Regions from separate parts of the Mus musculus genome. Here regions 1, 2, 4, 5, 6 and 7 are each linked to region 3. The links are chromatin contacts, called in public ChIA-PET, Hi-C and promoter capture Hi-C maps. All regions are on one chromosome and are shown on one strand. The core of a region is the stretch at or near the end of the contact, and the rest is flanking DNA. Distances in the headings are between cores, read along the strand shown.

Region 1 (3,657 bases), core at 441-2,940, 2.1 Mb after region 3:
CGAGACCATGAGCTATTTACTACTGGCAAAACAGTGATAATCACTGAAAAGATATGGCTGCTTACTGCACTGTTCCTTCTACTTTTATGCTTGGGTGAAATTTTGCAAAATACTAAGTCAAGTGTACAAAAGATCTGCATAATGAAAATAGCGCACTGTAGGAAATGTTAACTTGTGTTTTCATATCAAGGAGACAGGGAGAACTTGAGGCGTCCTACATAGGAACCCTCTGTGCCTGATCACAGGCACAGCAGGGCTTCTCAGGGTGCACCTGCCACCGAGTGCCCCGCTTTGCTGGCTGAGGGGATGCTCTGACCTGGGACTCCAGTGATTTGCAGGTTTCCACTCCTGCCAGGTCACAACTTCGCCTCCGGAGGTTTTCAATCATGATCTGCCCAAACCGGTCGTCCATGTTGACCTGAGACGGGGAAAAGCTGGTTAGCCACAACCTTAAAGATCTGTCCTAAATAAGCAGAGCACAACGCCCGGTCAAGGCTGACATCTGGTAATGCACACAGGAGCAGCCCGGGAAGGTTGTGGGACACGTGACACAAAGCTGAGCTGGTGCACCCTACAAAGAGTGGCACACACACTTACATGCCCACCTAGTACAACAATCCTACTGCTGGCAGAGAGGCTCACATACATGTGCCAAGATGCAATGCTACGTGGAACTGGAAGAATATGGAAAGAAATACCTATTAAGTTCCATCAATTCTATTACCTTCATAAAATGACATACCATACTGCTTACATGACTTTAAGATACTCTCTTAAGAAGCAGAGTACAGGACTGAAGAGCACTCAGCAGGTAAAGTCACTTGTTGCCAAGCTTGACCACCTGAGTTCAATTCCCAGGACCCACACGGTAGAAGAGGACAACTCCCAACTCACACAGGCTGTGTCCCCCCACCACCCCACATTCACCATGTACATGCACAAACATATACAATAAATAAATGTAAAGAAGAATTTTGTAAGAAGCAGCAAGGCTTAGAGAAATGAACAGAATGTTCCTGCCTGTCTCCCCTGCATTTAAAAACATAAAACACAGCAGGCAGCACTGTGTCCCTGACAGAAGACTAAGATCTAGGGTCAGAGAGAGATTTGCTTGTCTTGTTATAACCAGTCCTATATTCCTGAGACCGTCTCTTGCCTAAATGGGCCTTAAACAGGTGTTTTTTTCCTGCCTCAGCCTCCAGAGAGGCAGAAGAAATGGTGTTACTGTGGGCAATCATAGCATAAGCACCAATCCTCTGTCAGGTACAATTAACTTATGTCCGTGCACAAGTGTTGGAAGACATGATGTCACTGTATGCTGTCATAGTACACACAGCAGTCCTTGTTCACACGCAAGTGAACACAAAGAAATCATTTTACCTATAAGACCCACCCCAGAGGCAGACTGTCAGCAATGCTATCCTCCCTCATTTGCGTCAGGACAGAAGGTGTCTGAGAGCACAATCTTCATTTTATGAATGATGGCTTGAATCCTGCCTTGACAACAGCTGTGACCCTGAGAAGACTGGACGGTTTAACTGTCGGGGGAGACTAACACCAGCCTTATGGACTTCTATGTAAGGAAACAAGCAAATACATGGAAAACTGACCCAGTAGTACCCAGTACAGAGTACGGAAAGCACAGTGCACTGTCATCACGCAGTTACCAACATGGCTTTGTCGCTGTAAACAATTAACCAGGAAAAACACACAGGCAACTAATCTACACTGTTGATTCAAGTTAAATTTCTACTGACAAAGTGAGAATGGTGGGAGCTAAACCAGGTGACAGACAGCTGAGGTGGTGCCATCGAATCTGGCCCAGTCCCAGGTGTGCTCCTGAGTGAGAAGCCTTGAGTCTGAATCAACCTGGCATCTCCCAGAGTGTGCTAGATAAATGCTCTGGACAGAGCAGAGGCAAGGCCAATGAACAAAGCAGCACACACAGGACATATGGCAGTCACTCTCCATGCATGTATGCCGCAAAAGCAGACCGTGCCCTGGCTGCAATCGTATTAAGAGAGAAGCTGAGGGGCTGGCTTCCATGGCCAATGCTCCTGGACACATGGCAGCAGTTGTAGATGGGAAGGAAGAAAGTCAGCCAACCGAGAACCAACGACCCCAGAACTGGAGAGGGAAAGGAAGTAGCAATTCCTAGTCTAGCCTAGACCTGTCCACACTTATACTTGTGTTGCTCTTACATACAATGAAATAAAAAGGAAATGATTAAGTGGACGAGGTAGGGCTATAAGTGAGATCCCATTAAAAAGAGTTTTTGTTTTGTTTCAAAGCCAGTTACCGTGGTACGAATTTGGTATCCCAACACTTGGAAGTAGAATGATTACCCAGGGATGAGTCTATCTTGGTTCTACATAGCAAGCTCCCAGCTAGCCAGGGTACACAGTGAAACTCTGTCTCAAACTAAGCAAGTAAATAATGTCGACATCTAGCATGCATTGTGTGTAGCATCTCAAGGATTTCTTCAACAGCAGAGAACTGTGGTAGAGAGGCAGCTTCATGGTGAAGTCTTCTATGCAAGCATGAACATCTGAGTTCCATGCTCAGGACCAATATCAAAAGCCAGTCTGGCCACCCGACACTATAATCCAGTACTTGGGGGTTAGAGACAGGAAGATCGCTGGAGCTATACTGGCCATTCAACCTAGCCAATGAGCTGCAGGTTCCAGGTTCCGTGAAAGAACCATTTCAAGGGAACGAGGCAGAGAGCAACAGAGGCCTCCACATGGTGGATATGGGTGTGTAACCTCACCCGTATCCCCAGCAGTAAACAACTAGTGCTCAGAAGAGTCTGAACAGCACACACTTACTAGCTGAGGGGCAGGGGGCCCTGGTGTAAACATACACACTAACTCTTGTGTCCCTCACACTAGGAAGCAGGGGCATTACTACTTTCAGGCAAGGAAACAGAGGCACAGAGAGTATGAACCCACAGAAGACTGGGGCTCAAGCTGGATCCTTTCAAAGCTCCAAAAAAGGCCTTTTCTGTAGCCACTGGAGCAATGTCAGTGGTTAGTGACTATAGGGATAGAGCACTTTATACTTACAATCCTGTATATCAGACTTCTCTTACAAAATTAGGAGCTCTTGCAACTCTAGGTCAAATGCCCACAAGAAGCTCCTGGCTGGACCTAAGGAGTGACCACTCCAGGCCCCTCAGTTCCCAACTCCGCATCATTCATAAGTAGCCTCTCCAGCCCCTCTCAGGCCACACCCTCTAAACCACCCAGCAGCCCCAGGTCCCTCAGTCCCCATCCTCCACACCATCACACAGTCAATGCCTTCTGTTCACCTTCCTTCCTGCCTGTCTATAAGGGACTTGAAGCTTGCTCTTCCTTCTAATATGGCCAAAATTATTTCAATTCATGTTCTACAAGTTTGTTAATAACATATGATAAAATAAAAATTGGAAAACTTTCCTGGAGAATCAAGGTCCAAAATCTCTGCTAACAGCTGGGGGTTAGCCCAGAAAGCAGGAGAACAGGGCTGCTAGAACAGATGGGAGAAGCACACGTGTGGCTGTGACAGAAGGAACTGAACAAGGACTGGGGCAAAGCTACTCTGAAAGCCCATCTGGAAGCCGCCTCTCAGGAACTTACCTGCTCATAGTTTATGAACATGGCTGTCTCAAAACTGCTG
Region 2 (3,665 bases), core at 723-3,222, 2.2 Mb after region 3:
AGACTTTAGTAATTTAGGGTTTTATATGTCAATAAGTAGCCCTATGAACTGCAGAGAAAAGCATTCTCCACTTGTGACCAAGTACTTGGCACTTGAGGACAGGGTGGGTTGTGAGATGGCTCAGTGGGTAAAGTGCTTGCCATAAGATTGTGAGGACCAGACCTCAGGTCCCCAGCACTCAGGTGAAAAAGCAGGTAAGTGTGGTGGCCTCACATGGGATGAACACGAGATGACTAGCTAGATTAGCGGGGTTGGTAAGCTCTGGCTTCAAGTGGCAGTCTCTGCTTCAGTGTATGCGATGGGGAGCAACTGAGGAAGACACCAGGCATCAACCTCTGGGTTTCACATGCATACATACCTACATACATGTATGTGCACCTGTGCACATGTGAGAACACTCTTGGGAAACATATACACACATGCACACACACATGTACATACACACACATACATGCATGCTGCATCCATGTTAAGCAAATAAGGAAGAAAGAGTTATTTTAGCTCCTGGCTCCAGAGGTTTTGATCCATGGTTGCTTGGCTCTGTCATTTTACACCGTGGTTGCACAGAATGTCATGGGGAAACAAACAAGCCTGGTCACTTCATGGTCCAAACCACAAGAGACAGGGAATCTTATCCAAGGGTATGCCGAATGGCCTACCTCCTCCAACCCAGCCCGACCTACTGAAGACCACCTTCCTAATAATGGCAAACACCCTTGAGCAATTGGGTCTCTGGGCAGTTTTCTTCAGCTTTGTACTCCAGCAGCCTAGACTTGCCCTGCTTCCGATAGCTGGCCACATCCTGTTCTCTGTGAAGTTCAGCAAATCCAGTAGTTGATCTAAGCACTGCAAAGAGAAAGCTGGGAAATACCTTTCTTTCCATTTAAAATTAAAGAAAGGAAAAAAAAATTAAAGAAAGGAATGTTTCCTGCTATGGTGTGATGCCTAAGTTTCACAGATTTAGGGCCAGTTTTTCTCCATAAGTCTGGCTGTGAAAACTTAGCTGTGATCATTTCCGGATCTGAAGTTAATTAAGCCTTCAGAAAGGAGTTGTTTCTTAAAGTATGGCCTGTGTAGACCTCTGTAATTCAGGGTCGTACTCCATACACGGAGTCAGTCTAGAATGCTGTGTGGCCAGCCCTGGAGAAAGACTGTGAGTGACCTCCATAGCAGGCTCCAGGCTGAGGGCCACTGTCCTGCACCATGGGCTCCTGTGTTAGCTGCTGTTCAGCCTGTTTGTTTTCCTTTGGTTTTGCTTACATTGCCCTGTGCTGTAAATTTCCTCCTGCCTGTATGGTTAAAAAATCCCCAGTTAGCCATTTTTAAGATTCACAGATTACTTCTCCTGCACGCCTAATTCTGAACTTCATGTTTTCCCATAGAGCTGAGAAGACCGAAGTCCTCAGTGAAGATCTGCTACAGGTAACAAAATATATCTCCCCCTAACTAGGGATCCCATCCCAAGCTCCATGCGTGCTGGGCGAATGTTCTACAACAAGGCCTTACTGCATTGCCCAGGCTGGCCTCGAACTTGCTCTGTAGCCCTTCCAAGCCTTGAACTCACAGTCTTCCTGCTCTAGCCCTCCCTGAGCTGGACTTTCACATCTGTGCCTCTAGTTGTCTTAAAACAATATCTCTAAAGATGTGGACTGAAAACAAATAGTAAATCTGGGGTTGGCCCCAACTCTGGTAAAGCGCCCTCTACCACACACGAGCTCTGTGTTCAGAGCCCAACACGGGAGACCACGCAGGACAGATATGGGCACTAGGGTGGGGCAGACAGGGGAGACTTGGAGCTTGTAAGGCATTTCACTTGCTCTTTCCTTGGTGGAACAGCGTAACTGAATTAGCATGGGCTTGTATGGGGGAAAGAGATGCATGATGGGATTGCGAGAGGAAGGGGATCTGAAACTTCGTGTCACGTTATGGAGTACAGATGTCGCTTGGCTCGCTCGCTAGTCCTGCTCTCAAGTGCCAGGTGCTGGGTGGGTGGGGCCTGGTCAGTCCCCAGCACTGTGGCCTGCTTACAGGCCCTGGGCAGGCTGGCACTCTGATACTCTGCTGTGATGCTACCCTTGCTGGGACAGGTCCTGCCCACTCACTGCTCAGAGGCCCCAGTGGCTCCAGCCTAGAGCTCTGACGTCTCTCCTGCTCATGCAGTTTCTCCCTAACTCTGGGCTGCTTGGGTCTTTGGAAGCTTAGGCTTGTAGTAATGGGGCAAATGTAGCACAAGAAACCAGAGGCCTGGGACACTTTGTGGCCTCAGCTCAGACCTTGCTTCCTTTTCCTCCCAGGGCCACTCTGCTCCGTCTGTCATGAAGTTTCCCTGACTTTGGTCTTAGAGAAGACACTGGGACTTTATATGCTTCATCTCTGCTCATGTCCCCACCCACTGCAAAAGGCTGAGGGAGGGCGAACCTGGCTGCACGGAGCCTTTGTTAAGCAGTGTGGCCTGCCTGCCTGCCTTGTGCTTCCTTAACCTATACAGCAGTCTGTCTAGTCAAGTGCAGCTCTAAAGACCAAAAGTTTGGCCCTAGGACTCTGTCCATTCCTTCCTGTGGAAAGGGGAGCTGGCATAAGTCAGAAAAGGGTTTCCCTCCATCGCAGCCTGCCAACTGTCTTGAGTTGCTTCAGCCACCTGCAGGCAGAATGTAGTCACTTTGGTTTCCATGGACAGATTTGTTCTAGATATACAAACAGTGCAGTGTTGGAATTTAGCTTGCACACATCCTTTCGATAGCATCTATCTTTATTTATTTATTTATTTATTTATTCATTCACTCATTTATTTATTTGCTTACTGTTGTGGTGCTGAAAACCAAACCCAGGCCTTTGCACATAGTAGGAAGCGGTCTGCCCCCGAGCCTCAGCCAGCCTCATCTGTACTGTAACTCCCTCTCTGTTCTTCACGGTGTCGAGCACAATATTAGTTCCATGTGATGGTCCTCATGCTGGGTTGTTTAGGGAACGAAAAGTGTGCATGGAACGTGCTCTTACGTGTTATGGATGCCCAAAACCATGGCTATGGGGGGTGGTTGATCTGGGTTTTGGTGCTGGGGGTTGAACCAAGAGCAGTCTAAGCTTGTATTCTGCTTTGAGCCACACATACTGTCCAGTATATTTTTAAAAGCTTTTTTTTTTTTTTTTTTTTTTAAAAGGCAGGCAGATTCTAAGTTCAGGGCCAGCCTACAAAATAAAAAAAGATTTGTTAAGGAATTGCATTCTTGACACTTCTTTGTTTGGGGCACATATTTTAAATTCATTTACTTCCTGAATACTGTTTATGCACTTCAGCTTCAGCTAGGTTTTCATGTGTTTTATGCCACCTGCCCCAATACTTACATGATCACATTTAATCTTTGACATTCTGAGTTGAGATCCTTGTAGTTGGAGGAGAGCTGTCTGTATTGCCTGTGGGGTATGAAAGCCTTGCCCCCTCTGGGACACCCTAATTTGATAATGCAAACTTTTCTTTGCTGTCATAAGTGCCACAGATCTCTCTCTCTCTCTCTCTCTCTCTCTCTCTCTCTCTCTCTCTCTCAATCTCTCTCCCTCCCCCTCTCCCTCTCTCTCTCTTTCCCTCTCTCCCTCTTTCTCCCCTCCCCTTCCCCCTCTCCCTCTCTCTCTCTCTCTCTCTTTCTTCCTCCTTGTTTCTAACTTGAAGA
Region 3 (3,714 bases), core at 481-2,980:
CTGCCTCTGGTTCTGAGAACTGGAACAACGGACTCTGATCCATGCTGGGTGTCTGAATCTGGGTCACTGTGAGTCTGTGCCCACCCAGGCAAGCCTCATGAAGCTGGGAATCCAGCCATACACAGCTAGGCTGGTCTCCATCCAGGCTGGTCTCAGAGGCTCAACCCGAGGAATACCCAACAGTGTCCTGTCACGGCAGGCACACTCACGGTGGTGCCCCTGCCTCTGTCAGTCTCTGATGAAGGAACACACAAGGAACAAATCAAGCCTTTGCTTGGTCAGGAGCTCTGGCTTTCAACCTCCACGCCTCACTTGCCATGTGGGCCTCCTGTGCCATGGGGACCGTGGCAAGCTCCTTTGTACACATGCCAAGTGTGAGTGTGTACCCCAGCTAGGTCCCAGCCCCAGCCCCCAAAGGCAGAAAAGTAGGGTGTGGCGTGGGTGAATGCAAGCATTCTCTTCTTTCATCCCCGATTGTGGCAGTCATTGTGCCTGCCTCAGGGACAGTCTCCCTGGCCACCTGGCCCTCCCCAGTCTGGGATGGCACTGTATTAAGACCCCAGCACAGCCCAAATACTGCAAACCCTCAGATGGTCACAACCTTGCCCAATTACCAGTGTGTGATCATTTGGGCGACTCACTTGGGTTTCCCCATCCTTACCCTGAAGATCCAGGAGCAGGGCCAGGACTACGAATCCTTCCTACGACTTCCCTGAGCCTCAAAGCAAGGAATTCAGGGGCTCCTGCAGCGCTGTCTCCCTTTCCACATATCTAGCCCCTCTTATGTCAGCGAGGTGGCACACGGAGCCGTCCCACCTTCTAGTTTTTGCCCATGCTGTACCCACAGTTCAGCATGCCTTCTCTTGTCTCTGATTCTCGACCTGCCAAAGTGTTCTCCCACACCCCAAACTGACTCAGGAGCTGTACTGCCCAAGGAAGAGGTGCCCTGCTTGCCCAATACACTCCCTGTCTTGTGTGTCTATCCCTCAGTCAGAGAGCACAGCCTAAAACAGCAAGCAGAGCACAGACGAGCTGGGGAACACACACACAGTGGTCACCTCCCCTCTCTGCCTCAATGTCCCCTTAAGCGGTCATGACTTCCCTGGCTGATTCCTAGAGGCCTTACCAGGACTGTGGAATCCCATTACTCTCTTCTGGCCAAACATATTCTCAAGTCTCAGTTTCCCCATAAGACTTTAGGATGGGACAAATGTCCCAGCAAATGCCCCCAGACTCTCAAAAGACCACCTGTAGAAGGAAGGCCACATTGAGCCTCACACCTCCCAAAGGGCTGGAGAAGGGCAGGACCCAGGAGTGCTGGCTTGGGGGCAGACGGAATCACAGACTAGCTGGCTTATACAACGTCCAGTTTGCCACAATAGTCAGGTTTCTGGGTTACTGAACCGGAACCTGGGAGGAGCCTGGTAGTCCGGGCTTCTACACAAAGATCCCTAGGACGTCTTTGTGGGGACCGGACCGCCGAGGCTCCCTGAGTTCTAGCGCGTGAGTTGTCTACTTGCTTGACCCGCGCCCGAAGGCAGCCGACCCTGGCTGAGCGAGGAGCCCAGCAGCCCCATGCCCACCCCAGGTTCCGCGGGCTCTGGTTTCAGGCCAGATCGGTTCTGTAGCCACCACTGCCCGGTCCCCAGGCTTCCCCACCGCCCGTTCCTACCTGCGAGTTCAGGCTCCACGCGCCGCGCGGGGCTTTCCTGCGAGAAGGACCTCGCCCCGCTTCCTACGCCGCCTGGTGTCCCTTATTTACATGCGACGCCCCACCCCGTGCACGGTCATTTACATGCCCCGCCCCTCACCCAGCTCATTTTCACCCGCAGTCCTCCGGACTTTGCCTGATCGCTGGCTTATTTGCATGCCCCACCCCACGCGTCCGCAGCTGTCCAGAGCTCCAGCTTTTAAGTCCCACGACTGCGGGACTCGAATCTTTGCCCTTTCCCTACAGACCAGCTTGGCTTGTGTTTGCGGCTGTTGCTCATTTTCCCAATGTTTACTCAGCGTCTGTGCCAGAAAGCAAAACAACTCATCAATTAAGAGCGAGTGTCTCCTGCTAGGTTCAGGCAGGAACCTTGCTGCTACTACCAAGAGGGAGTCATGCGCAACTATCCCTTTTCAGATGAAGAAGCTGAGGCATGGATCTGTTAGGAAACTTGCTTAAGGGTTGATGAGATGGCCCGCAAGCCTGAGAGTGCAAGATCTATCCCTAGAAACCACGCAAAAGTGAAAAGAAAGAACTGACATCACGAAGTTGTTCTCTCGCCCACAGCAGCGCAACTGTGACCAGCCTTGCCTTTGCTAGCTAAGCCATCCCATGGGCTTGCCATCCTGTTTTGAGCATTATGGATTGGGTTGGCTTAGTTTTTTGCTTCTTGTGACAGGATCTTGCTATACAGCTTTGGCTGTCATATTGTAGCACAGTCTGAACTTGAAGTCACAGTAATCCTGTCTCAGCCTCCCAAGTAGGATTGCAGATACAAGCCACCACATCTTGCTGTCTTCTGAGTCTGCAAGCCATCTTTTGATCCCTCCTGGCTGGCCACTTGTCTTCATGTGACTGGATTGTATGACCCTTGCCCAGGGGAGAGGGGACTATGTGAGATACATCGATATGTGACAGAAACAGGCTGGCCTGTGATGGTGCTTGGGACCAGCCCTGCTTGGCTCAGGTGCTCAGAGAAGCTCAGCAGAACTAGGCCGAGAAAGCAGCTGGGCTGGAGCCTGCGTGCCTGGTTGTGAAATCAGAATCTAGACAGTGCTGACAGACCGGAAAGCAGCAGGAAGGCCAGCACACATGTGGTCAGGGAAGGCATTTGAAAATGTTCAGGGGCACAATGATGGGAATTCTTAGCACTCCTCTTTCAAAAAACCTTTCTATGTATCTAAGTTGATGTCAGGACAGAGCCAAGGATACTGGCCAAGAAGACAGACAATAGCAGGAAGCTTATATTCCCTCCACAGTCCCAGACTTCCTAAGTGACCACTCTGTTTGGCCCAAGAGTGGGCTGGGAGCCCCAGATAATCCAGGCTCTTCTTCCAGTTTAAGGGCTTCCCGAGCTTGCCTCCTTCCAAGCTTGGAGCGCATTCCAGCACAGCGGATGGAGCTGCCTTTGAGCTTACCTCAGTGTTTAAGAGTAGACTATTTTTGAAACAGATGTAGTGTGATAGAATAATTAGTGCTGTGGGGAAAGCTCTGTTGGGTCCCCTCAGTAGACCCGAGTTTGAACCCCAGTCCCCATGTTAAAAAGCTGAGAGTGGAGCTTGGAAGACTACACAGTAGATAAGAGCCCTTGTTACACCAACCTGGACCCCAACATCTGAGGAAAAAGTTGGGTTTGCCTGTAATTCTGCACTCTGGGAAAAGGACACAGGAGGACTGCAGGGGCTTTCTCGTTGCCAGTCTAGCCCAAGCTCAGTGAGATACTCTTTCCCAAGGGAATAAGGTGGAGAGTGGTACACCAGGACACCCAGTGCATACACGGACATGCTCATATACCACACACACATACACACACACACACACACACACACACACATCCCCCACACAAGCCAGGCATAGTAGCATATACTTGTAACTCCAGTAGTGAGCAAGCAGAGACCCCTGGGACCTGCCAGCTAGCCAACTCCAACTAATCAGTGAGGCCTATGTCCCTGTCTTAACCAAGATGAGGGAGGGGAAGTAGTTCAGACTACTACCAGAATTCC
Region 4 (3,365 bases), core at 580-3,079, 2.1 Mb after region 3:
GTAGAATGGATGTGTTTCCCAGTTATTCCAAAGTGTGATTATACCACTGCTAGCCAGCCTCCTTTAATTAGCCTGATCTGGTAAGTCTTGATCCATTTTCCCAGTCTAGCAGCAAGAGACTAGACTAATGGCTGCACCTACAAGGAGAAATAGAACCTACCATTCCCTAGTGAGTCTTAAGAAAATTACCACTCTCTGATGTCTCCAGCTTGCATTTATTGACCTGTGTGTGGATTCACTTCTCTGCTGACAAATGTGCTCTTCTGCTCTCAAGACACAAACACTGGTGCTCAAGTAAACATAATAGTTAACTAGCAACCTTTTTAAGACAGGGCCTCGTGTGCCCAGGTTGGCCTCAAAACTTGCTTTGTAGTGAAGAACAACCCTGAACTCTTGATCCTGCTGCCTCCACCACCTCCAAAGTTCTAGGATTACAAGCATGTGCCATCACACCCAGCTCCTTCTTATCTTATACTCTCCTTCACACAGTTCATGGTAAATCTCCCTAAGTCCAACAAGCCTTCAAGTTTGTGACCTTGAGCTGCTGAGATGTGCACCTGGCTTAATACCAACAAGAGGGCCATGTACATAAAAGACCCTATTCTCATCCCATGACTCCCCATCACCTTTAGCGCTTGCACCACCCTTACTGAGGTCTCAGCGCCCTAAACTCTAAAATAGAGACAACCTCATCCTCTCTATGGGATTCTTGTGAAGGCCAGTCTTTGCTCAATCCCCACTAGAGGTCTGTCTTTTGGATCTCATCCTTAGTACTACTTCTTCCAAGAAATTCACCCAGACCTCTTACCTAAACCAAATCTTGAATGTGTTTCTCTTCTTGGAAGGATTCACCCCAGGTATACAGAACTTTATTTGTAACTACTAATGATAGGAGATCTTGTTTTGCTTATCACCTACCACCATGTCTGGTAAGAAACCAGTACTCAATAATACTATCTTTAAATGCAATTAAAACAGGCTGTGTATTGGCTCCATCTCTCCCGTGGCAGATACTAACTAGATGCACCCGCGGATTATTCCGTTCTGACCTTCCTTCAGTTTATGCCGTGCCATTTATCCTTATGGTATTCTCTATGCCGCTTCGATGCTAGAACTAGCCAAATCATGGCAAAACCTTTGAGAAATAAGTCATTGGTCTGTTTTCTAATAAGCTACCTGCCTCTGAGAATAAGAGTTGTGCTGCCCACTAACGATGCCAAGAGCCTAAAACATTGTCACAAAGTAGGCACTTACAGGACAGACATTTATGAGCCAGCAGGCTCTGAGACATCTAGCTATGAAGTTTTGCAGCAGTAGGGGAATCTAGGCCCGGTCCTATTAGGTCCCAGATAGCCCGTTGGCTACTCAGACCTCAGAGCCTTGGGTAATTAAGAGATTCCCCAAAATGAAAATAAGCCTTCTCCTGACCATACATTTGAACAGAGCTAGCCACACATCCTTCCTCAGGAGTCCTGGCTCCAACCAAGGCTCCCAGACAGTAGCAATCCATGCACAGCCAGATGCTGACTGTAATCCCTCCGCCAGTTGTCACAAAGAAGTCCCTCCACCCGCAACCCCAACACACACGCGCGCACCCCTTCCACTAAAGAAATTACTCCAGCCTCCCGCAACGTCTGCCTGGCCTGAGGCAGGACGCTAGCTCGCGTCCTGCTTCACAATCTCTGGAGGAATAGGATCAGACCTCAGCGTGTCCCTCCGCCCAGAATTTCCCTTCACCCTCATTCCTAAAGTCCCTCGGCGGCAAGTCGCGGTGCTGCGCGCTCTCGCGAGATTCCTCCACGCATGCCTTCCCGCCCCCCTCCTTGCCCGCGAGGAAGCCTCGCACGGACCCCGGTCGCGAGCGGCGCATGCGTGGCCGCGGCTCCCAGCGCCCCCCGCGCTCTGCGCTGGCGGAGCTGACAGGGCAGCGCGCCAGCCGTTCGCCGCCCCCCGCGAGGCCTAGCCTCATCCCGCAGCTTCTTCCCCTCTGGCCGAGGTTCTCGGCATCCTCGTGCGGAGGAACCCCGAGCGCTGCAGGCGCCGCTGCGAGTCCGGACATTCCTGCGCTCGCGCCCCTGGTGGGCACCTGCAGCGGCCTGGACCTGGACCAGGACCCCAGGGCTGGCCGCGCCTCGCGGACACACCCCCTCCCGATCGGCGCCTCCGCCCAGCATCAGTCCCCTGGGTCCCCTTCCAGCCTAGCTTCTAACCTAAGGTCTTTCCGACCTTGCACCTTAAAGAACCTCATGGGAGGGGGCGCATCTTGATTGGATAAGAGGCCGGGTTTGCAGACTTTGGGGTGGGTGCACATTCACCCTTTCAAGAGCCTTGTACAAATTTGATTAATCAGCCTGGAGTTCCTTGTCCCAGCTAACTGCTGTCTTTTATGTCTCTACGGTCCCATATTTCCAAGGGCATTAAGTGGAGGGCACTCGGAAGCTTCTCTGGGCCCTGACTTGGAGCTAGACCTGTTGGCCCCATTGGATCATGGCTACTGTCATGAACCCTCAGATCGACGTGGAAGTTGAGGAGTGCCTCATAATGAAAGTGGAAAAGGACTCCGAGTGGGTATCGGAGCCCATTCTGGAAAGATCAGGCAGCACTGAATGTGAGTCCTTCCGTAAATGCTTCAGGCAGTTCTGTTATGAGGATGTGACAGGACCCCATGAAGCTTTCAGTAAACTCTGGGAACTCTGCTGTCGGTGGCTGAAGCCAGAAATGCGTTCCAAGGAACAGATCCTCGAGCAGCTGGTAATCGAACAGTTTCTCACCATTCTGCCTGAGAAGATTCAGACCTGGGCGCAGAAGCAATGTCCAGAAAGCGGAGAGGAGGCGGTGGCCCTAGTAGTGCATTTGGAGAAAGAGACCAGAAGACTTCGAAAGCAGGTGAGCGAGGATTTTAAAGGGATGTGGTGGGAAAGGCAGGTGGGCAGGGCTACATTTCTGGAAGAAGAGCTCATTATAGAAATAAATGGGACTTTTAAAAGATCCGGAAACCAAATTCCCCAAAAAGCAGATTTGAAATTCATACTAAATGGAGGAGAGAATTTTGGTTGAACTATGATCTTGCAAATTAAACTAAAAGTATGGTTTGTTTGTTCTAATCCTCAGTATAATGTTTCTACCAAAACGATAGAGACAGTATTAAATAGCTAATGCCTCACAGGGTTTGGTGGGAGAGGGAGATCTCATGGATCTCCAGAGCCCTCCCTAACCCTTACCATTCCAGCAGGTGTCCTGTGAAATACTCTCTGTGCCGTGCTCCTCCGCGCTCATCCAGTTTAACGGCCAGATCATCATTTTTCTATGTCCCTGCTTGCCGGTCTGTAGTTATTCTCAGCGCCCTCTTGTTAACCGTGTGAAGT
Region 5 (3,856 bases), core at 397-2,896, 2.1 Mb after region 3:
CTTAGAGACAAACACATACAGAGAACATCCATGGTTTACTCCAACTCCTCAGAGCTTGTTCTGGCCTTTCAGAAATGTGGCCAAAGTGCTGTACCTACAGTCGGTACAGCTGACTGCAAAAGCAAGATGTTGGTGCGTGTTCAGCAGGCATCTCTGCCTGCTGGTCATACTCCGGGCTTCACTGAAGCTGATGCTGCCCTCTTCTGCATCACACAGCTAAACACAAGCTCAGAGGCTCGCCTTGGTTGCCCAGCCAGGAAGCCACCAGGCCTACCTAGATAGAAGGTCATGTGCCTTTCACCCTGCCCAGAACTCCTGCACCCCCACCCACCCATTTAAAGAGATAATAAACTGTCCATTGTTTCTTCCCAGAGGGCAGTAACTCAATGTCCTCACTCAGATCTGATTTCGAGTGAGATAGAGAACAGCCCTATCCCAGTCCCCCTGTCAGATGACCCAATCGGAATGTCTACCATTACAGCTGGCTCTTCTGGGAAACAGCCCACCTCCCATCAACCCATTCTACTGGGCTCCTACCCAGATAAAAAACCAAGGGATGGTCATTTTTCTGCCTCTAAAAAACAAAACAAAACAAAACACTCTTGTCAGGTTGAAGCCCCTGCACTTTCTGTGCATCGCAGTGGACAAAAACCCGGCGCTTTGCTTTTTCCAATTCACTCCCAAAGAGTAGCAGCAACAGTAGTGAATACTGAGCACCCCACGATCCCATCTCCCCAAGACAATCCCTCGGCTTTGGACACTAAGCCAGACAGCTTGAATTTGACTCCTGGCTCCACCACCTGGTAGCAAATACCTCATCTCAGTGATGTGGACTTTTCTCTTTTGCAAATATAAAACGGGAAATAACAGAACCTATTTCTTAAGTTTGTCACTAGAATCAAATATCTGAATCATGCTCAGTATAGAGCAGAGGCAATAGCTAGCAATGGGTATATGTTGGCTCGAAGCTAACTTTAACATGTAGTAACAGTATGACTCCTATTTAATAGTCTTCACAGACTGCAGAGCTAGATGACCCACCCCCACGTTTGTAAGACCATAAGTGGGTGCCCAAGAATTCCCCAGATTGGCACTAAGCTAATGATGAGGTCTGGTCTCACCTGATGTTCCCCAAGGTAGCAATGATGAGCCCCAAGGCCAGCCCATGAGCCAAGGCAGGCTGCAGGAGCCCAGTATTCGGACTATTCTCAATGACCGATAGACATCCGATGAAGATGAAGAGAGCGGAGCCCACAAGTTCCACTATACATGGTTGTACGTATTGCTCATACCAGAACACACGGCATCTGCCAGCCATGCTGGTCTTCACCTTGACCTCAGGTAGGTCCATACTACACATTGGTGTCTGCCGTAGGGGGAAAAAAAGACAGGAAACATGGGTGGCAGAGGCCCCAAGACAAAAGCCCCCACCCCCAGCCTTGACCAAATCCTTAGTGCCCTTGCCCAGGCAACAGACTCACCTCCCCAGACATCTGCTCAAGAAGATCCGAGCCAGAGCTACCAGGAGCTTCGCCGGCTGCCCTAGATTGTACTCACTTATCTCTAGGTCACAGACTGGAGGTAGAGTCTAGCGGACTCTGCGCTTTTAAAGGACTGGGGACATTCACCAAAGGTGTCCAGAAAGCAATAAAGCCCGAATGGGAGGTGGCCCAGAAGAGTCAACTTTTTTTTTCTAATCTCAACAGGGCAAGGGCCACGTGGGATCAATGATTGCTGGGCTTAGTGCCAGCAACAGGAAAGGCGTGGTTAGCTTGTATCATGTGCATGAGTGCTCAGGCCTGAGGAAGGTCCCAGCAGGAGACACTGCACACTCAGTAACAGCCAGCTCCGCTACCATTGACATTCCACCATCCTCGTGGGTCTCTTTCCCACCCAGGACCTTTTCCACAAATACCCTGATCACCTGACCCAGCGAGTGTGTGAGCTGATGATGGCTGCTGGCTGCCTAAGGCAGTAGGGACAATATGGCACTGTTGTGTATGGTAAAGCTGGTGGACTTTGGAAACCTGGGGATGAGTAGGAGTAGGACCTACGGGCTTACCTACCCAAAGCCAGGGAACCACCAGTGAGATGCACCCCTCTGCTCACACTGCCTGCACTGACACCCCAGCTCAGCTTGTACAAGCCAAGAGCTAACCACGCAATTGAGTGCCACTGAGCTCGAGTCACTTTCACTGTTTCATCGGCAAATGACAGCGACTGAGCTAATGGCATGGCATCCTTACAGGGCTTCAATGAGTGAAGAAATGAAAAGGACTCAAGGTAGCTCCAGATACAGTACAAAAATGCCAGAGTCCATGAACTCAGAATATATGTGTAAGCCCCTCATGGCGTGCGAGTGGCCAGGCCCTGCCCCTGAGGATCTCCAACTGCTATAATCACCACTCAGGTGGCCCAGCTCCGCCCTACAGAGTAAAAAGCCCAAGATCAGGATTTGAAGTCCCACTAATCCCCACCCTGGAAAGTTCTACCCTGGAAAGTTCTGTTCCCCTACCCCTAAGCCCAAAATAAAGCCTGTCTTCTGCTCAGTTCTCTGCCGCTTCTTGTCTGAGCAGAGGTAGCCACCCTCCTGGGTTTTTCCCTTCTAATAAATCTCTTGTATGAAATTTGTCATGCAGAATGGCTTTGTGGTATCCCTTGGCTCCCAACTGCCAGGAAACCTTTCCCTTCAAAGCTATAAAACTTACAGCGGGGGGGGGGGGACACCCCATGAGCTATACCAGTTCCCCTTCCCCACAGACCTGTAATACCCATATAGACACCCACGGGCAAGAGTTCATATGTATTAACGTCCACCAACCTTAGAATGCACACTCGGATGTTACAGTGCCAGCAGCTGGCTAAGAGCCTTGCATACATTGCCTCAGGTTCACCTGGAGAACACTCCATGAGGAGGGTCCAATCTTTACAGCATGCCGCAGAAGAAAAAGCACTTTTTCACGATGACAAAGCCTAAGATCATAATAACAGTGAAATGTCACAAAAGGACAATGTAAATCAAGTTATATAAGGGACCGGGACAAAAGGACAATGTAAATCAAGTTATATAAGGGACCGGGACAAAAGGACAACGTAAATCAACTTACATAAGGGACCGGGACAGTCGGGTTTGTAAATACAAAAGGAGGGATGGGGTCAGGAGGGGCTTAGTTGGTGGGATGCGTGTTTTGCACTCTGAACCCTAGGTTTGATCCTCTCCTAAGCACCCCACAGAACCTGACGTGGTGGTGCACACCTGTAATGCCGACACGGGGGAGGTGAGTGCAGGAGGGGGCATCTTAGCTACACAGAAAGGTCACCCTTAGTTACACAGAAAGGTTGATGCCAACCTGGCTATATGAGATCTTATCTTAAAAAAAAAAGTAGGAACAGGGCAGGGGGGAGGGAGACTGTGCAGTGTGGCCTAGTGGGTAAAAGTAGTTTTTCCCCAAGCTTAATAACTGAATTCTATCCTCAGGACCTAACTATGTGGTAGAAGGAGAAAACCAACCTCTGCAAGCTGTCCTCTGAGCTACACACACACACACACACACACACACACACACACACTCTCTCTCTCTCTCTCTCTCTCTAAATAGATAGATAAATAGATAAATAAACAAATTGTTTATTTGTCTGTTTGTTAGTTTGGTTAGTGGTTTCCAAAGCCTGAAGTAGAGTGATTTTTTTTTTTTTGGTTGGGGAGATGAAGACATTCTAGAGATGAGTGTTAGAGATAGATAACAAGCAGCTGAGGATAATTAACACCACTAAGCTGTACACTCGCAATAGTTAAAGTGGTCAATTTTCTGTTACACACACACTTTGCCACTTAGTGGAAGAAAAGGCTATAAAC
Region 6 (3,657 bases), core at 646-3,145, 2.6 Mb after region 3:
GTCAGAGGCTAGCCTGATCTAAGTAGAGAAGGCCAAAAATTAAGACCATAACATAAATAAAACAACTCCATTTAGAACTCTCTTCTCACACTATCAATGAATGTTAGAAGTCTAACAGAGCCCATCCCATGAGCATTACTACCCTGAGAAAAAGAAAGCAAAACAAGTTTAGAGTCAGAGAAGACTGTGACATTGCCACCATTCAAGTCCCAGTACTATGATGTTTTCAGGGGTGGTGGTGCACCCCTTTGATTTCAGCACTCAAAGGCAGCAAGTCCCAGTACTATGATGTTTTCAGGGGTGGTGGTGCACCCCTTTGATTTCAGCACTCAAAGGCAGAGGCAAGAGATCCGAGTTCAAGGTGGCGCAACACCTTTAATCCCAGCACTAGAGAGGCAGAAGCAGGTGGATCCGAGTTCCAGGGCAGTCAGGACTACACAGAGAAACTATCAGAGAGACAGACAGACAGATGGGACCTAGACCCAATTACTTTTAAAATGAAGAGCTCAAATTTTATAACCAGTGGCTTACTTACATTCACACATGGTAGCATTCTTTTTAGAAAAACACACACACATATATTTTGGTGGTGTCGGATGAAGAGCCCAGGGCCTTGCACTTTGAAACTTTTCTGAACTGCTTAACAGTTAAGTGTGGTCTAACACCTGCATTCCCCACACTTGGGAAGCTCAAAAGGGGTTGTTGGGGTTGGAGGCCAGTCTGGGCTACAGAATATAACTTTTGAGTAAATATCACTAATTCTGGAATTACACCTCAGAGTGTTCACCTCAGAACATTTTTTTAAATACAAAACCAATTCCAGCACTAACTAAATCCTCAAAAATACCTTTTCTACAAGCAACCCCGTATAAATAAATAAAAGGCCAGTGGACAATTGCTATCAGCTTCAAAACGCTGCTAGATTAGCCAACAAGTTATATCTACTGCTGCTTTAACCAATAGGAAACCTTACACAGGCTTTCCTCTCCTGATGGAAAAACAAGTTAGGGAAAGGCCACAAGGCAAACACCCAACAGACTCAGGTAGCAACCCTTTTCTCTTTTCAACCCAATCCCACTGTTTAAAAAACTTTAATTAAGGAGGAGGTGGGGCCCCATTTTGAAAACCAGCCTGCTAGGTAAGACAGATCCCAGCATTCAGAAGGCCAGTTAAACTCCAAGGTCGGGTGCTGCAATCCTTGGCTATCAATGAAACTCTGTGTATGACAACGGGTAAGAATGGAGTTCAAGCCTGAAACAAGAAACTTAAAATACCAACCTTGACGCCCCCCCCTCCCCCCAATAAATATCTGCGGCCCGTGTGCCTCTTACCTTCTTTCGTCTGTGCGTTGGTGATCTGCAGATCGCTATCGGCAGCTTTCAGCTTTTCTCTCCCCATAATCTGCTTCTTTAAATCGCAGAGGGAGATATGGAGCCCATCAAAAGTGACGGTGTCGTAGTTGAGTTTAGAGGAAAATTTATAGTGCACACAGGACATTGTGGCAAAAGATTCCTAAGGTTCAGCGAGGAGACGTGGACACTCTCAATATATGTATATTTATAAACTTAAGAGCAAAATATGTACACACACAAAACACTCAAAAGACAACGAAGGACCCTAAGGCCTCAGATTAAATACCCCCCCAACCACAAGCGGGGGTCCGTGAGAACAATAATCCGGAACCCCCCGTACTCAGAATCGCTTCATGAGGGAGGAGCAAGACAGGAAAGGGGGCAATCGAGGATCCGCCAACCGGCACAATGTCACCCGGCTGGGTCCCACTCGCTCATGCTAAGGGCCGGCAGGAGACGGGGGCAGGCGGTGCAGTCAGTAGCGGTCAGTCCACACGTTAGAGTCCGAATGACCCCGCGGGGTCAGGGGTCCATAGCGGCCGCACCTCCCGGCTAGTCTCTCTCCGTGGATGGGGGTGACCCAGGCCCCGGGAGAAGGTTGCGGGGAGAGGGCCTAGGCCCGGAGTCCACGAGCGGCCTCTCGCCTCCTCCCGGCTTCCGGACGACCGGCGTCGGCGTCCCCAGGCCCAGGCCCCCACCGCACACACACCCTGGCGCCTGCTCCCCGGAGGCCACGAGCGGCCCGCGGCCTAGGCCGAGATCGCGCGGTCGGCGGAGGAGAGGCCTTCCAGCGGCCGCCCGGTTCGGCTCCGCCTCCCCCCCGCCGCCGCCTGACACAAAGCCGGTGCGGGGCCCAGCTAGGCCGCGAGGCCCTTCCTCACCACCCCGGGCCCCGGAAGGCGGCTTCGTTGGCCCCGGGGACACCACCGAGGCTGCCCGACTCTTCCTCTTGCTGCTCCTCGCGCTGCTCCCGCTCCTGTCGCCTCTGAGCCCACGACCGCGTCGGGAAGCCCGGAAACGGTCGGGCGGCGGCGAGGGCGTCGCTGGATTCCCTCTTTATTATTATTATTTTTTTTTTGTTCTGCCCCCCCAACCCCGGGCGCTCTCCGGCCCGCACCCTGCGCCGACGACACCTCCGCGCCAGGCACTATGGCGGACGCGGCCTGGCTTCGGGCGAGCGCCCCCACTCCGGGGTCTCTTAAGCAGGGACTGCACGGGCGGCGCACGCGAGGCGGGGCTTGGGCGTGCGCCGATAGGCGGGCCGGGGGCGGGGCCGTCTGCGTCACAAAGCGCACCGGCCCGCCCACGTGACCCGGCGCTTTGTGACTTGCGGCGTGGAACCTGAGGCTACGCGGAGAACAGGAGAAACTACGTGGGTCCGCAGAGAGGGGGAGGCGGACCGTCCCACCGGGCGGGTCTGGAAGGGGCGCTTAAGCGGCGGAGGCCCCAAAGTGCGGAGGGGGTGAACCGCGAATTCCACCCACGCACGAGTCTCATCACTGTGATGGCTGCTCACCAACTCCTCTCCTAACAGACTGTATACCCTGAGCTCTTCCAAAGCTGCTGGTGAGAATGGACCATCATCACCACCAGCAGCATCTTAAGAGCTGTGTCCGACTCTTACCTTGTACTAGGCACCGCGTTGACCGCTGATGTTTGCAAATTCTGGAGCCCAGTCTCCTAGGTCGGAAGTAACTCCGTTCTCCCAAAGACGCTGTCAGAGAATAAAGAATTAAATCCATGAGTATATTTCAATATTTAAGACCATGCCTGGCATATCTGTGCCTCAATACAGGGGGCCTAATAAATGTCAAATAAACAACAGCAAAAAAATATCTCCAATTTATAAGATAGAAACCTAAAGCCAACAGCCGTGCATTTTTCGAGTTTTCAAAGAAGGGAATGCTTGCTGGGTTGCAGGGTCCTCATTCCATTTTAAATTACAAAGTCCCTTAGGAGGGTTGGCATTCTTTTTCTCTTGTGGCATACGGGACATATTGCATTTATAAATTCATAAATAATAAAAATTAAAACTGTACAATTACTATCATTTACAGTGTCCAATGTCCAGCCTCTGAATTTTACAGGCTAGGCTCAAGGAAGTTCAGCAACTGAGAACAAAATCATACATCCAAGAGGTGGCAGAGTTTTCAGAAACTTCCTGAATGCTAACGCCCCAGATTCTGACTTGGTTTAAGTCAATCATCTTGTCAGAAACGCCTTCCTAAGGCCATCTTATTAAGATAGTCATCGATTTTGGCCTTTATTTTCTTCTTAACTGCAAGGAATATACCTGTTTGTTCTT
Region 7 (3,743 bases), core at 275-2,774, 2.4 Mb after region 3:
TACCAGTTACCAGTGCAAAAGCACTCAGACCCAGCAGAAGTGATAATCACTTACTGGTAACAATTTTTAATTACTTTCCCAACTGATAAAAAGAGCACACACTGAACACAGACTAAAATGTAGTTTCAAAGGAAAACAAAACGCAGTTTATGCTTCATGAAGTTCAAGGACAAAACTGTTTCCAATGCAACAGAATCCGCCTGACTACAATGTGCAGAGACAGAGAGGAAAAAATGTGAACACATAGTATCTTTTTATAAAGGCAACAATTTAGCTACAAAGTAATAACGGGGAAGCCAAAACAGTTTGACAGCCCGCCATAAGGGCCGCCTCAATCATGAGTCACACAATGCCTGCAACCATTTACAATAGTAATTAATGCACAAGTCCCCTAATTAAATTCTAAAAGGGTGAGAATGCTTTAACTAAGTTTACAAGAACTGCCTTTTGCTTTTCTTTTTAAGAACGAACACACTCGTAATTACGCGTCTCCCTGCAATGCCCCCCCCATGCAATATTCCCTGAGGCCGTTTCTCCCGAATGTCTGTTCCGTGAGTGCGAAAGCAAATGACACGGGGTTGGGGGGTGGGGGTGGAGGTTGGGGGGGGGGGGTCCGTAAACCCAGGAAGAGCGAAGCAGAGTGGAAACACACGATTATAAAGGGGCGGGAGACCGAAGGCTCGCCCATCTTACCTGCTAAGATTTCTCTCTACGTCTTTGGTAGCTTTAGCTTCCAATTCTCTGAAATAGCAAACAAAAACAAACACAAAAAAAAAAAAAAAACGGGGGGAGGGGATGCGCGTGAAAACGGAGCTGCTGCGGCAGAGCGCCCGCGCGGTGGGGGAGGGGCGGGGCTGCGGGCTGCAGCGCTGCGGGCCGCCGAGCCCAGGGCGACCGAGCCCAGAGCCGTAGCCCGCGCCGGACCAAGCTTCCCGGACCGCCCGGGACTCCCGCCCACGCCCGCGTCCCCCCGGGGACTGCCCCGCGCCGCCGCCCATCAGCCCGAGGGGGTCCTGCGGCAGCGCCGGAGGCTGGCTCCTGGCCCCCCGAGCGAGCCTCCCCTCCGGTCCGCTCACCTCATGTGTGTAAAGTGCACTAGCGCGTGAGGCGCGGGGAACGAGGCTCGCGAGCCTCAAGCCCTCCGCAGCGCCGCGGGGACAGGCCCGAGCCGCTGCACCAGCGCCATTTTCTACACCGTCCCGCTGCCGCCGCCGCCGCCGCCGCCACCGCTGCCGCCGCAGGCCCCAGACCGGAAGTGAATGCCCCACTCGCAACCCCTTCCGGGGGCGCCGTGGCCCGGGAGCCCCAAGATGGAGGTCCTAGCAACTAGGCCTGCCGGACGAGGCAGCCACTTGACAACTGTCTGACGCGTCCAGGACTTCGCCGGAGCTGTCGGGGAACTCCGAGGTTCCCCACGAGCGGCTCTGGGGCCTGGCAAGAGCGGAGCGCGGCCTTTTTCGCCGAGGCTGGCTCGGGCTTGCCTCGGACCATCCCCTCCTCCTTCTTTACTGCGACACAAGTTTCCTTCCCCTCGGCCCGGCCCCTCCCTTACAGAAACACGCCTTTAAAAAAAAAAAAAAAAAAAAAATCCAGCAAACCGCAAATTCCACCCCTGCCGCTGCCAGACTAGCCCGCGCCGTTTTTTAAATTCACCCACATCTAATTACTTTTGACCTTCAGCCACATTTATTTAACCTCTCGATTTGTGCCTCTTCCCAGGTGAAGAATGCATCCCAGAAGTTTCATTTTTTTTATTTTTGTGCCTCAAATTTTTACACACCCTTGACTCAGCAATTCCACTTGCACGAATTTCTCTGCTCAAGAAATAACCATTTGGGTATCACTTTTAAGTACTTCACAATCAAGATATTAACTCAAATGCACAGGAAAGGTTGAATAACTGTAGCCAGCTACGACATCTAATGCTATGAGGTGGCATTAAACGCAGCTACTTGCAATACCTGGGGTCTTGGTTACAATAAAAGAATGGAAACGCAGATGCCATACTAGTTCTCAGAAAGACATGTGAACACCCAAAAATTCTTACATGTGAACACTGTAAGATACATGTCTGTAGGTAAAGTATGTAAGTCTACATGTAGATAAAATAAGATACAGTAATATAATACATGAAGATACAATTATTACAATTATTTTCTTAAATTACAATATAGACACATACCTGATTGTAAATACAATAAGATACATACCCAAAGGGGGATGCTGCAATATAATGCATTAAGATATTATAATGCACATAGGTACATACATATTCGGTGCATATAATGCTAGTAATCTGCACATTTCTCCTCTACTTAAAATCTACTCCCTTTTACTTTCTCAGAAAACTCGCTCTGCAGACAACCTTCTTTTGCCCTTTTCTATTCTAAGTCCTTTAACTGGTTTAAACCTGCTCCAGTCTCTCCCATGAAACAAGCTCTGTGATTGTCTGCTTCTGCTCTAGGAGAAATGTGTGTTGTAGTTAGCTAATGAGTGGATGAATGCCCAGAAAGGAACTAGCCAGCATGTTAACGTCTGTTTTGCATTTTTCTTCTTTTGGTGTTCTTAATTTTATGAACACCCTATAAACATTTTTTGGAAAAAAATTACAAATTGCAAAATGAAGAATAACAAATAAATGCTAGTAATTTTTACATTTTAATTTATTTGAGATGGGGGTCTTACTCTATATCCTTGGCTAGCCTATGTAGGCCAGACTGGACTCAAACTCAGAAATCTGCCTATCTCTCTCTCCTGAGTTCTAGTGATCTATAACACACACACACACACACACACACACACACACACACACACACACAGGATCAACTTTGGTTAGGTTCTTTGTTAAACTGATACAAGATGGAGTCATCTGAGAAAATGCCCCCATCAAATTGCTGTAGGCAACTCTATAGGCATTTTCTTGATTAATAGTTGATATGGAAGCTCTTTAGAGGCCATCCCAGGTTGTATGAGAAAGCATGCTACAAGCCATGGGGAGCAAGCCAGTAAGCAGCACACTCCTCTATGTCTCTGCTTTAGTTTCTGCCTCTAGGTTCTTGCCTTGAGTTCCTGCTCTGATTTTCCTATATGATGAACTATGAACTGTAAGCTGATAAACCCTCTCCTCCCCAATTTGCTTGTCAGTATGGTGTTCATCACAGTGATAGAAGGCAAATTAAGACAGAATCTTTCCTATAATGTTTTGCCTTTGTTTCTGCCCAATTCCTGTGATTACCTCAACACCCATCTTCTCTACTCTATATTCCTTGCCTTACCAAGGTTAAGTGATTAGACTAATTCACAAATTATAATTTTGGAAGGTAATGATTACTTTTTCCTCTATCAAAACCACAACTGAGGCTGTAAAAAAGAGCTCAGTAGTCAGAAGAGCACTGGCCGCTCTTCCAGAGAATCTAAGTTCAGTTCCCAACACCCACATGGTGGTTTACAACTGTCTATAACTCAAGTTCCAGGATACCCAATGTCTTCTGGCCTCCTCAGCACCTGGCACGTATATGATATATATATATACACTGGCAAAACACTCATACACGTAAATAATTTTTTGCAATGCTGAGTATAGCAAAAATGTCTGCTAAGTAAACACTATACCACTGACCGATATCCCCATCCTTTATCTTTAAACTTTAGAAAGTCTACACATTAATAAATAGAAAGAACTTGGACACATGAACACGTAGATACTTTACTGGAAAGAGTGTATTTACTTCATCTAATTAGGA

The links. Promoter capture Hi-C pulls out the DNA fragments that hold promoters and counts their contacts. Hi-C and Micro-C count contacts between places; a contact is called where the count stands out from the background. ChIA-PET counts read pairs in DNA pulled down with a chosen protein or histone mark.
Region 1: a promoter capture Hi-C map of liver shows a contact between it and region 3, with 4 times the contacts expected there. The contact joins the enhancer-like site here to the promoter of Il4ra in region 3. A contact is called at or near these places in 4 of 39 promoter capture datasets (cranial neural crest, hippocampal neurons, liver and 1 more) and 3 of 115 datasets of contacts at active chromatin or transcription factors (astrocytes, bone marrow-derived dendritic cells and embryonic forebrain).
Region 2: a Hi-C map of B cells shows a contact between it and region 3, with 5 read pairs. The contact joins the enhancer-like site here to the promoter of Il4ra in region 3. A contact is called at or near these places in 3 of 39 promoter capture datasets (hippocampal neurons, liver and pre-B cells), 1 of 484 Hi-C or Micro-C datasets (B cells) and 2 of 115 datasets of contacts at active chromatin or transcription factors (astrocytes and bone marrow-derived dendritic cells).
Region 4: a contact with region 3 is called in a promoter capture Hi-C map of embryonic stem cells, with 14 times the contacts expected there. The contact joins the promoter of Zkscan2 here to the promoter of Il4ra in region 3. A contact is called at or near these places in 7 of 39 promoter capture datasets (the 3T3-L1 cell line, cranial neural crest, embryonic stem cells and 4 more) and 3 of 115 datasets of contacts at active chromatin or transcription factors (embryonic forebrain, embryonic hindbrain and neural tube).
Region 5: a promoter capture Hi-C map of hippocampal neurons shows a contact between it and region 3, with 5 times the contacts expected there. The contact joins the promoter of Aqp8 here to the promoter of Il4ra in region 3. A contact is called at or near these places in 3 of 39 promoter capture datasets (the SN4741 cell line, hippocampal neurons and liver) and 1 of 115 datasets of contacts at active chromatin or transcription factors (astrocytes).
Region 6: an RNA polymerase II ChIA-PET map of memory CD8 T cells shows a contact between it and region 3, with 3 times the contacts expected there. The contact joins the promoter of Rbbp6 here to the promoter of Il4ra in region 3. A contact is called at or near these places in 6 of 39 promoter capture datasets (the 3T3-L1 cell line, 3T3-L1-derived adipocytes, HPC-7-derived erythroid cells and 3 more), 7 of 115 datasets of contacts at active chromatin or transcription factors (acute myeloid leukemia, astrocytes, bone marrow-derived dendritic cells and 4 more) and 2 of 9 other capture datasets (adipose tissue and liver).
Region 7: a Hi-C map of B cells shows a contact between it and region 3, with 5 read pairs. The contact joins the promoter of Tnrc6a here to the promoter of Il4ra in region 3. A contact is called at or near these places in 3 of 39 promoter capture datasets (liver and pre-B cells) and 1 of 484 Hi-C or Micro-C datasets (B cells).

What each region holds. Positions count from the first base shown.
Region 1 is chr7:123,418,299-123,421,955 of GRCm38.p6, reverse strand. It overlaps Lcmt1 (leucine carboxyl methyltransferase 1), which reads right to left. Exons shown (of 11, transcript NM_025304.3): 7 at 3,618-3,657; 8 at 317-418. Among named protein-coding and RNA genes, the nearest start is that of Lcmt1, 42 kb to the right of the region's middle. Within about 2 kb of position 1,690, at least 14 of the 459 cell types and tissues checked have an H3K27ac peak or open chromatin away from gene starts, as enhancers often do. A contact at or near this core is called in liver, where this site is marked.
Region 2 is chr7:123,328,983-123,332,647 of GRCm38.p6, reverse strand. Arhgap17 (Rho GTPase activating protein 17) reads left to right here. Exons shown (of 20, transcript NM_144529.2): 2 at 1,383-1,422. Among named protein-coding and RNA genes, the nearest start is that of Arhgap17, 39 kb to the left of the region's middle. Within about 2 kb of position 1,972, at least 68 of the 459 cell types and tissues checked have an H3K27ac peak or open chromatin away from gene starts, as enhancers often do. A contact at or near this core is called in B cells, where this site is marked.
Region 3 is chr7:125,550,287-125,554,000 of GRCm38.p6, reverse strand. Il4ra (interleukin 4 receptor, alpha) reads right to left here and starts at 1,730. Exons shown (of 11, transcript NM_001008700.4): 1 at 1,673-1,730.
Region 4 is chr7:123,499,090-123,502,454 of GRCm38.p6, reverse strand. Zkscan2 (zinc finger with KRAB and SCAN domains 2) reads left to right here and starts at 1,829. Exons shown (of 7, transcript NM_001081329.2): 1 at 1,829-2,886. The coding sequence starts at 2,488.
Region 5 is chr7:123,460,084-123,463,939 of GRCm38.p6, reverse strand. Aqp8 (aquaporin 8) reads right to left here and starts at 1,646. Exons shown (of 6, transcript NM_001109045.1): 1 at 1,482-1,646; 2 at 1,122-1,366. The coding sequence starts at 1,493.
Region 6 is chr7:122,968,802-122,972,458 of GRCm38.p6, reverse strand. Rbbp6 (retinoblastoma binding protein 6, ubiquitin ligase) reads right to left here and starts at 1,895. Exons shown (of 18, transcript NM_011247.2): 1 at 1,332-1,895. The coding sequence starts at 1,497. 4930413G21Rik (RIKEN cDNA 4930413G21 gene) reads left to right here and starts at 2,000. Exons shown (of 1, transcript NR_045614.1): 1 at 2,000-3,401.
Region 7 is chr7:123,121,666-123,125,408 of GRCm38.p6, reverse strand. It overlaps Tnrc6a (trinucleotide repeat containing 6a), which reads right to left and starts at 1,524. Exons shown (of 24, transcript NM_144925.3): 1 at 1,077-1,524; 2 at 694-741. The coding sequence starts at 1,081.